3 separate regions of the Zea mays genome follow, and regions 1 and 2 are each linked to region 3. The links are chromatin contacts, called in public Hi-C maps. All regions are on one chromosome and are shown on one strand. Each heading gives the region's core, a stretch centred on a gene start, on an enhancer-like site or on the middle of the called end of the contact. The rest is flanking DNA. Distances are from core to core; before and after follow the strand shown. Region 1 holds the start of LOC103640530. Region 2 holds the start of LOC100276732. Region 3 holds the start of LOC100192001.

Region 1 (3,324 bases), core at 456-2,955, 720 kb before region 3:
TTCTTTACGGGCAGAACTGGGTATCGACCTGAACACATAAATGCTTCTTAGTTAACTCCATGAACAGTTTGTCACCGGTCTGTTATGTACAAATTGTACAGGTATTCTACTGGGTACTGGGCAGCAACTTGGTTCTGCGATGCACATGGACATACAAGCTCTCGGCGCATCTCCGGCACAACTACCTGACAGTGTTCACCATAGCAGCTCTGGAAATCCTGAGACGGTGGCAGTGGGTGTTCTTCCGGGTCGAGAACGAGTGGAACAAGATGACGGCCAAACAAAACTTGGAGATGTCATCTGACATGCCTTCCGAAGGGGACAGGCTACTGGATTCGAGTAACCACACAGTGTGAGCTGAACAGCAGCCTCACATTTCTCGATACAGATTCATTGCCATTCTTTTAGCGTGACCATTGTGGCCAATCTTACGTCGACGGTTCAGATTTTGTCTGTAGAGCTCAAAAGGTCAAAGGGATACACAATAGGTTTCTATATAAAAAAGTTGAAATTTGTTGGCGGCTTCGGATGTTATACCTCTTGAGGATGTATACTGTTATAGCCCTCTTGAACGATTGAATCTAACAGGAGGTATTCGTTGAGACATGAAAGAATAAAAGTAATGCTGAAATTTTACGAAACTTCTTTCAGGTTGTCTTCACTTACGACTATTGTCCTGCCTTTATCTTTATTGTGTACCAAAGTGTACCTGCATTAAATCATTAGTTTTTTTGGCCCCCAGCACATATCTCTTTCATATTGTTTAGCATATCCTTGGTGAGTGCCGTATAGCAGACATACAAACTGCTTGCGTGAGCAAGACATTTCACATCACCAGCTTATCAGGTGGCTGGGACCTGATGAAGTAGCATCATAGCAGTGAAGAAAACAAACCGTTGAATCCAAGGAGCCCTAGTCTAATGGGTATATCATGTGATCCACTCACATAACGAAGACATTTTGTTGTTTTTTTATAAAAAAAAAATGAACCCAGAACACAAGTAAACATTTAATACAGACATGCTTTGTTTAATTACTTGAGCATGATTCATAAAACACCAAGCATGCAAGCAATTATACAAAGGCGCTCCCAAAACAATCCTTCCATATGCATGGCTCCATCCTTGCAGTACAGTAGCTCACATACTACAGATGATTATTTAATCTGCACCTGTTCTTGACGATGTACACAACAAGAGGCGATCATCCATGGCATGGCATTTGCTTAATCTGCGGGCACAAGAGACGAGCGACTAGTGATTCTATTTCACAAAAGCTACGGCGCCGAGAAGGCGTCGTCGAGCGGCCACGGGAGGCGCCATTCGGCGCCGTCCGGCTCCGCCGGCTGCGCCTGCAGCACCATGGGGCGCAGCGTGTCGCGGAGGCGGCTGTGGCGCCTCCGGTGGCGGATGCGGCGCAGCACGGCGTCCCTGTCCAGCGCCCCCGCCCCGGGCCGCAGGTACAGGCAGCTCGTCACCGGCGCCGCCTCGACGCCGCCTTCGCCATCGTACCCGGTCGGGGGCGGCGGGTTCTTGGGCACCATGGAGGACGACATGCGCTAGCTCCAGAGAGAGAGAGAGAGAGTGAGAGCAACAGGTAGGCTATATGCCGACGTGAGAGAGCGCTAACGAGTGGGACTGGGAGAGGTGAAGGTGGCATGCAACGCCGAGAGTTATTTATATACACGGCGATGGAGTGTGTGTGGAGCTCAGCTTAGTAACCACTCTAACCACAATTACTTATGCTTAAACGGTTAAACCATCGTTTAGAAAACGGAAAGGGAGTGCAAGCATGGCTTCGTTCACGTCTTGTCAGGCGCCGCCTGTTTGCTTTGTTCATTTTCGTTCCGTCAGTCATCGACAGTTTGACGCTCTGGTGGTCGACGATGACTCCTCGAGCACATCGCGTCGTCCTCTTGCTGCTGCTTCACCTTTCTACTGCCTACCAATCAGATGCTGATGCTGATGCCACGCGTGGTGCTCTCAGATTCGCGCTGGCACCCATAAGCGCAGCGAGTAAGAAAGGCCGAGATGGTAATGGTATGGTAGTAGGATGCTGAAAACACATCCAGTGTGTTTTGGACATTCAGTGTGAGCGAATGACCGACCGTATAGATGCAGCGCATCCAAACAAGTTTTTTTAGGCTCAAAGGTACTTGCTCCGTTCTTTTTTATTTGTCATAGTTTAACTCAAAAATAAACTTCGTTCTTTTTTATTTATCACAGTTTAATTTAAAAATAAACTAGCGGACGACGGACGACAAATATTTGAGAGAATAATGGAGGTAGTACTTATTATTCTCGACGGAATCATGGACGCACTACTTGTTAGGTAATTCCCTTGCCAAGGCACCGATGCAGGGAAAGGGGGAAAAGAAGATTCAGGCATTCAGCTTTCAGTTGCAACGCTTTGCCGGCTTTGCAGACAAACCTAAAAGAGTTTGGTCAAGCACTAAGCACTACGCAGTGGCATCCACCGTCAGTGGCCTGTGGCCTGAATCTTAAACTAGGACTGGCTACAGTGCCTTCATGCTGTCTCGGTAAGCTCGGGCTAGGGCACAGCAAGAACCCACCGTCCAAGCATGGAGCAGCACGGTGACCGAGGTACATGTTCATCAGTTCATGTCGGTGACACTGGCTCCAGCGCCTTTGCAGGAAATGCGGTGAGATCAAGTACCAGGTCAGGTGTCTCAGATCAAACCAAAAGTTTAGCCTTGTCATTTGATACAAAAACCAAACGAAGTTTATATCAGCATAGCCAGCATTCCAGCATCTGTTGCACATAATTACAGGTTCCAAGCTCATATTTTTACAACCCACGGCCCACCAAAAAGCTTGAGTGGTCTACCATACATCTATCTGGCAGACCCTCACAACCTACACAGAAAAATTGTTGACGTGTGGCCACAGCAACCCGCCTGTGCTACTCTTTTTTTTTCACTCAGATACATGTAATTACACCAGAAGCCCTCAACATGGGGTGCAAAAAAGGATGTACACAAGAAGCATATTTACGTCAGGATAGAATACACACCGTGACCAGTACATGTATATATATACTCTATGCACACATAGGAGACTCGCGGGGTCAGTGCAGAAGCTGATTGCAGCTAAAAATAATCTGCTGGCTGATGTTTATAACACCTCATCATCTGGTTGCCGGAGCCTGTCCCCCTCTCGCCTGAATCACCGGCGGCATGGCTCGGAGCCTGTCGGTGACCTCGGTGAATGAGGGGCGGGCGTCAGGGTTCGCCGACCAACATTGCTCCATCAGCTTTTGCCAGTCCGGGTCACACTTCTCAGGTATTGGAGGCCGGAGTGTGTT
Region 2 (3,390 bases), core at 355-2,854, 600 kb after region 3:
AGAGCTGTACCCCCATCCGTCCCGTCGCAGATCGTCCGTCTTGTGTGGCTGTTCAGTTGTTTTTGCAAAGTAGAATGGTGGAGACGACCCGGCCCATTCTGATTCTTGTAAATTGTATTGTGGGTTGCTTGCGTTTGATGCATTATTAGGCTGGCGCGAAGTTAAGTCTGCCAGACCATCGGCTTGTATGCTGGTTACTTCTGGTATATATTGTCTGGTTCGCCATCAGTGTCAAGAGAGACCATACCATGGGAAGGATGCTTTGCTCCATTGCTGAGATATTTTGCTGGGAGATGCGTCATCTGTCTTTGAGGTGTTTTGCACTTTTGCTGGGAGATGTCCATTATTGAGATGCGTCATCTTCAACCGTGGGCCTAAAAGTAAATCCTGTGCGTCTGCAAACTTGCGGAAAAAATTGTAGGTCTAGTTTGATAACTTTATTTTTAAGGGATTCTTATTTTTTAAGGAAAAATAAACTAATTTTCTTTAGGAAAAAAATGAAAAGCCCTCGAAAAAATAGGGTTGTCACTTAGAGATTTTTTAAGATTTTTTTTTCTGTAGCTGTCTTCCGATTTACGAGTAATAACCGTTGATCATTGGTAGATGAAAACTTGCACTTGCATGCTATGATAATGCAGATGGTTGTGTGTGTTTTTTAAAGAAAGACCTTGTTTAAACTAGCCCTACAAAACAGCTAGAGCTTCGCCGTAAGTAAAATGTACGTGGCTATGCCGGTATAGTTGTCCGTTGACGCGACCAAGCGTTCAGATGGCTCTCTCTAGCAGATTATACTGTATTTCAAAAATTTAGCATGGACTCAAAACTTAGCACGGATTTGGATTCGGATTTCTGTGGGTTTCGACGTTTCTTTACGTTTTGGGTTCCCTAAACTGTAAAGATTCGAATTGCATTCAGTGGCGCATTGCTCATTTGCTCCTCGTTCCAGTCCATACTGAAATTTACTGTCTTTGCTCACGGTGCGAATTAGCGAAAAGAATGGGTAGCTGAGCAATCAGAATTCAGAAAGCAACACAAGATGCCATTGCAGTTTATATACAGCATTTATTTACAGAAACCATGGCGTGCAGACGTGCAGTTATTCCGCCTGTACAGTACAGCACGCGCCGATCGATCGCGGCGGCGGCGGCGGCAGCGGCGGGTGAGCAAGGGGCCCGCTCAGCTGGGCGCGAACCGGTCGAGGAGGAGGTAGAGCGTGGTGTCGGACATGGCGCCGCCGCACCTCGCGACGTCCCCCTCCCGCCTGTCCGTCCCGGCCGCCGCGGCTCCTCGCAACGCCTTGTTGTTGCTGCTGCTCCTGTCGTCGCCTCGCCACGGCCTCTGCTGCTGCTGGCACGGCAGCCGCGGGTCGTCGTCCTCGCCGAGCCCGTGGGTGGCGGCCACGGCCACCGCCTGCCACGTCCCATGCAGCGCCGACGAGAGCTCGCCGAGCCACACGCCCGCCAGGTTGTTGGATGCCGTCGTCGTCGTGGAAGCCATGGTGGGGGACGCTTTGCTTTGCGACTTGCGTGAGAGAGAAACAAAACAGAAAAGCCTGGACGTTGGACGACTTGTTGGTTGCTGTGTCCGTGTCTGTGTCTGTGTGTCACTCGGGGTCCTCGGCCCCGTGCTTATATAGACGCCGCGCGCCGAAGGGGCGAAGGGAACGGATCAGGCGGCCAGCCAGGCCTTCTAGTTCTAGACGTGGATGGCGCGGGCCCCGCACGGCCGGCCGCGGAACGGTTGGCGCGCCCACGGCTCCCCGCCGTGCCCGCGGTTTCGCCTCGGCTCGGGCTCGCCCGGTCGCTGTCGGACCGGCTGGGCCCGGCTCGTCAGCTGCGACCCTGCGAGGACTCAGGCGCGTGCTTGCGTGCGGCGTGCCGTGCCATGGCGCGTCCCTCGCCCTCGTCGTTCTTATCGCGACGACGTGTCGCCGTGTCGGTGTCACAGCGTGCTTCCCGGCTGGCCCGTGCCGGCGACCCGTCCAAAGTGCAGACGTGTAGCCTCGCTCGCTTCTGATAAAACCCTTCCAGCTCCGGCCCGCCGTCGCCATCGCAACGGAAACGTGTGTCCTGGCGCGGCGTGGCGAGTTCTTAGCACCAGCGCCAGCGGTAGCCGCCGTGTGTGTGTGCAACTGTGCATGTGCACGGCGTGCCGTTTCCCCGCCTCGTTTGTTCCGGTCACGGTGACTGGACAAAAAAAAAAAAACCGTAACTCGAAGCCAAAATATCCAAACCCGAATTTCATTCGGAAATTTCGGGTAGCAACTTACAAAACCTAAATTTATTTCTGGTAATTCGGGTGTCATAACTAGGTACCCAAAATAACCAAATTATCCGAACTTTTATGTGTCATATACTCATATCATTCTTAATTATTAATTTATGTATATATAATTATGTGTAAGTGTGCATGACTTGTGATTGTAGATTGTTTGTGTTTTTTATATCCATGTATATCATTATTCAAAATATATTTTTATACTAATTTAATAGGGTGCATAATTTAATAGGGTGTATGTGTTTTTATGAAGCTGACACTGACACAACAGTTCGGATGGTTCAGGAATATCCGAACCCAAATCCGAAATTCCGGTACCCGAATTTTTTAGTATTGTAAAACCCGGTGTAATTTCGGGTATCGATTCTCAAAACCCGAAATTTTAAGTAATCAAATTACCCAACCCAAAAATTTCGGATAACCCGAACTCCCACCTAGTCCCGCTTATAGATGTATAAAAAACACGAAGCATGTTTTTTGGCCCGGTATTAGCCCGGTCTGCTCGCTTTTGTACGGGCCCATACCAGCCCGGTATGAATAAGTGGGCCGGACTCGGACAGGAACTAAGCATGGCGGGGCTAGCCTTGCACGGTCCATTTACCTATAAGCCCGTCAAGCCCGCTTTTTTACACTAAACCGTGCTTACCGACCTGTTTAGCTCGTTTTGGCCCGCTTTTTCCGTGCTTAACGGGCCGACCCGATCCATTTAGACCCGCAACAGGCCGGGCTCGGACAGGAAAACGAGCCCACGGGCTTAGACGACCCGGCCCGGTTTACTAATCGTACCTAACGGGCCGGGCCAGACGACGCATTTGGCCATCTCGAGTCCCGCTCGCGGCCGCTTGCCGTCTCCTTCTCGAAGCATCTCGGCAGCCAAGCCGAAGCAGATGGGCCGTCAGCATCGCCTCTATAATACCTAAATTATAAAACTTATAAGAGAGTTGATCTCTGAAAGGGAATCAGGCTTACACCTAGTCTCTAATTAATTTTGGTGGTTGAATTGCCCAACACAAACAATTGGACTAACTAGTTTGCTCTAGTGTATAAGTTATACAGATGTCAAAGGTTCACAACAAGCCAATTAAAAAGACCAAAGTTGGGTTCAAATTAGAA
Region 3 (3,198 bases), core at 99-2,598:
AATGCACATCAAGTATAACAGCAGGAACAATATATTACCTTGAGATTATGCTACTTTGCTCTATCCTAAGGCCTAAGCTAAAATTCATATGAGCCAAGGGAAGCAGCATTTCAGATGCTCCACAGCGCCATTTTTATCGGACAGCACTTGCACTATCAGCACCGTTCCCTTCCCTCTGCACTTTGAATAGGTGACAAGTGATAGGTTTTGGGTGACAAAACAAACTTCCGTCACAGGGTTGCAAAAGCTACTGGTGCAAAAAGCTCACTTGTTGGACCTGAGAAGCTATTGATCGGAATCTGAGAAGGTAGCTTGTTTGGCAACCCAATGTTTTGATACCCAGCTAGTGGCCTGTATACATGAAATACCCTTTGTGGGTAAGGAATGGCTGATTGATCACGGAATGTACCACATGACCATTAGAGTTTGGTTAATGGTGATTATTTTGTTAAACAGTTTCAGTTTCCATAACGAAATGTAGGATTAACACATTGCAATTACTCCACATAATTAGGAATGTTTTGCTGTGTTTACCGAAAATGACAAGAAAGGACATCCTCGATATGACACGTGTTTATCGATCAATACACAAAAAGGCCTACTTGAAGCTAACATGTGTGTTCATCAATCATCAATCACATTTAGAAAAGTTAGTTCTTATCGAGGAGTTCGGGCCCTGAAACAGCCCGCCCTTAAGGCTGACAAAGGGGCACAATGCATTTGCCCCATCCACGGACAAATTCCACCAAGAACAAGCAAGCAGCTAGCATCACCAAGTGCACAAGTCTCGTGTGCACCTGATATGTTCCCTTTCCACTCTCCTTGAACGTTTTTGGCTACAAACAAAGAAGCAAGGCATTTGCTATTCTATTCGTCAATCCATAATGTCCACTACAATAAACTAAACGTTGAATTAATTTCAAATCGCACGCAAGCGTCTCACAAGTGGATAAATTAAAACAAGGCAATTTTTCCCCTTTCCCGATCTGGAGCTCGTCTACAGCCACAGGGTAAACGGAGAGGAGGTGGGAGGCGGCACCAATCATACCGTGCGGAGGGTGGCGGGACGCGGAGGAGGAGCGACGGCGAGCCGAATGCGAGGCGGGGGATTCGAGATGTTGTGCTGGTCGCCTGCTGCGGAATGGGGTTGGGGACGGGGGAGAGGCCGGATGCGGAGCCCGGAACGGGCGCGGAGGAGGTGCGGGAGACGTCGATCCCGAGCTCGGCGAGGAAGGGCGGGTGCCGGGCAGCTGAGCGGCGCGGCGCGGCGCGGCGTGGCTGTCGAGCGGGCGGCGCACCCGTGCGAAGGCAGGCGAGGGATGGGACGGACTGGTGGGGAGCGAGGAAGGGGAACGGGGAGCGCGGGGCAGACGGCTACGGTGCCGAGGGTAGCGTGTGGATCCGTGGCAGAAGGGTAATTTCGCTGCTTCGCAAGGCCAAATCTATACTCTCAATCCGCTTATTCTAGTGCTAAAATTTAATTCATGTCACCTTAGTATTATACTAGCTGGATGCCCGTGCGTTGCAACGGAAATATATAATACCAGTATACTACGATAACTTATATACAAAATCTGTGTTATATTGTTATGAGAAAATGTTTCATAATCAATTTGTGATCCTAGCCATACATAAATTTTGTTATTTTAATCTAGTTATTTCACCACTACATTGCAACCATCAGTATCATGCAGACTTCGATATATGCCACGATTTGTATAGTCTCATCATTGGAGAGCACGAGCACGTTCCACACATGACGGAAAAATTCTCTCGTACATCGTTAGTCATCAGACACGCACCACCATATGCTCTTGCTTAAACAAAAAGGTAAGTGTGTATGTGTTTGCGAAGAGAATTAAAGGCAGACCGGCACAAAAGCTACCCTGACGGTGGCGAGGATGACGAACTGGTCATTGTTGTCGATCCTCCTCTGTGTCACCTCCGACGCCAAGATGACGCCACAATCCTCGATATAGTAGTCGTCAAACGCACGCGACATGACGAGTACCAATGACTCTTGGTTGGGCTGCCAAACGAAGTGCACCCCGAGCTCATCAGCGAGGTAGTACCTCTGGCCGTTGCACCACCGAATGCGCTATTCCACTACATACATCATGTTCGAGGACACTCACACAACGTCAGCAACGTCCATCGTCCCAGCGCACAAGAATTCATGTCCGGCCAGTAGCGACTTACGTGGCAGGTTGGGCTTCAGGTGGACGATGAGTTGGACGGTGTGACGGCGTCGTCGTCGGATGCGGTGTCCAGAACAACCCGAGAGTCGTCGACGTTGGCGACAACCATGAGGCTCCCCTGCTTAACGATGGACAACGCGGTGTAGCTGCTCTGGACCGCGTCCAAGCGGCGGCTTCGCGGGAGCTTGTCGTACACAGCGGCGCATGCGACCACGTAAGACTGCTTTTAGAGGTCGAACTAACAGTCGCCAAGCTTCTTCTCGTTATCGATGAGCGACAACAACGCGAATGCCTCCTGCTCATGGAGTTTGTTCGGGGTTTGAAGTAGGAAACATGGATTCATGCTTGGCGTTGGTTTAGGAAAATGACTCACGAGTCTGATCCATGGAAAAAAAATATTACGAAGAAAAAATTTCACACATGCAAAAAAGATAATTTAAGTATAATGCATTATTCAAACAAAAGAAATAGCATGCAAAGCTCTTCTTTAAATAATATTACCTCCATCCAAAAATATAATTCAAGAATATCGGTGATACTTATCTACTACTACGCATTGTGCAATGGTAGTAAGTGAGCTTGGAGAGAGATGTAGTAGATGTGTTTCCTGTCATAGATGTAGACATAAACACATATAGGTGGGTGCACGTGCGTTGCAACGGAAACATTTAATATCATGATAACGTATGAACAAATGTGTGTTATACTGTTATGTGAAAATGTTTCGTAATTAATTTGTGATACTAGCCATACATAAATTTTGTTATTTCAATCTAACTATTTCATCACTACATTGCAACCAACAGTACCGTGCAGACTTCTATACATGATAGCTGAATGCACGTGCGTTGCAATGGGAATATATAATACCAGTATACTACGATAACTTATATACAAAATATGTGTTATACTGTTATGAGAAAATGTTTCATAATCAATTTGTGATTCTGGCCATACATAAATTTTGTTATTTATAATCTATTTGTTTCAACACTACATT

Evidence for each region. A called contact is a pair of places that touch in the nucleus more often than the background predicts.
Region 1: a contact with region 3 is called in a Hi-C map of tassel, with 4 times the contacts expected there. The contact joins the promoter of LOC103640530 here to the promoter of LOC100192001 in region 3. A contact is called at or near these places in 4 of 25 Hi-C or Micro-C datasets (ear, endosperm, leaf and 1 more).
Region 2: a Hi-C map of tassel shows a contact between it and region 3, with 2.6 times the contacts expected there. The contact joins the promoter of LOC100276732 here to the promoter of LOC100192001 in region 3. A contact is called at or near these places in 3 of 25 Hi-C or Micro-C datasets (ear, endosperm and tassel).

Annotation. Positions count from the first base shown.
Region 1 is chr1:170,610,232-170,613,555 of Zm-B73-REFERENCE-NAM-5.0, reverse strand. LOC103640530 reads right to left here and starts at 1,705. Exons shown (of 1, transcript XM_008663465.4): 1 at 935-1,705. The coding sequence starts at 1,555. The coding sequence ends at 1,277. LOC103640528 reads right to left here. Exons shown (of 9, transcript XM_020546520.2): 9 at 2,695-3,324. The coding sequence ends at 3,148. It overlaps LOC103640531 (SPX and EXS domain-containing protein 1-like), which reads left to right. Exons shown (of 12, transcript NM_001347224.1): 11 at 1-20; 12 at 102-635. The coding sequence ends at 356.
Region 2 is chr1:169,298,431-169,301,820 of Zm-B73-REFERENCE-NAM-5.0, reverse strand. It overlaps LOC100276732, which reads right to left and starts at 1,604. Exons shown (of 1, transcript NM_001150449.2): 1 at 1,019-1,604. The coding sequence starts at 1,497. The coding sequence ends at 1,177. It overlaps LOC103640517 (extra-large guanine nucleotide-binding protein 1), which reads left to right. Exons shown (of 8, transcript XM_008663356.3): 8 at 1-301.
Region 3 is chr1:169,894,258-169,897,455 of Zm-B73-REFERENCE-NAM-5.0, reverse strand. It overlaps LOC100192001, which reads right to left and starts at 1,348. Exons shown (of 8, transcript NM_001137425.1): 1 at 1,049-1,348; 2 at 39-351.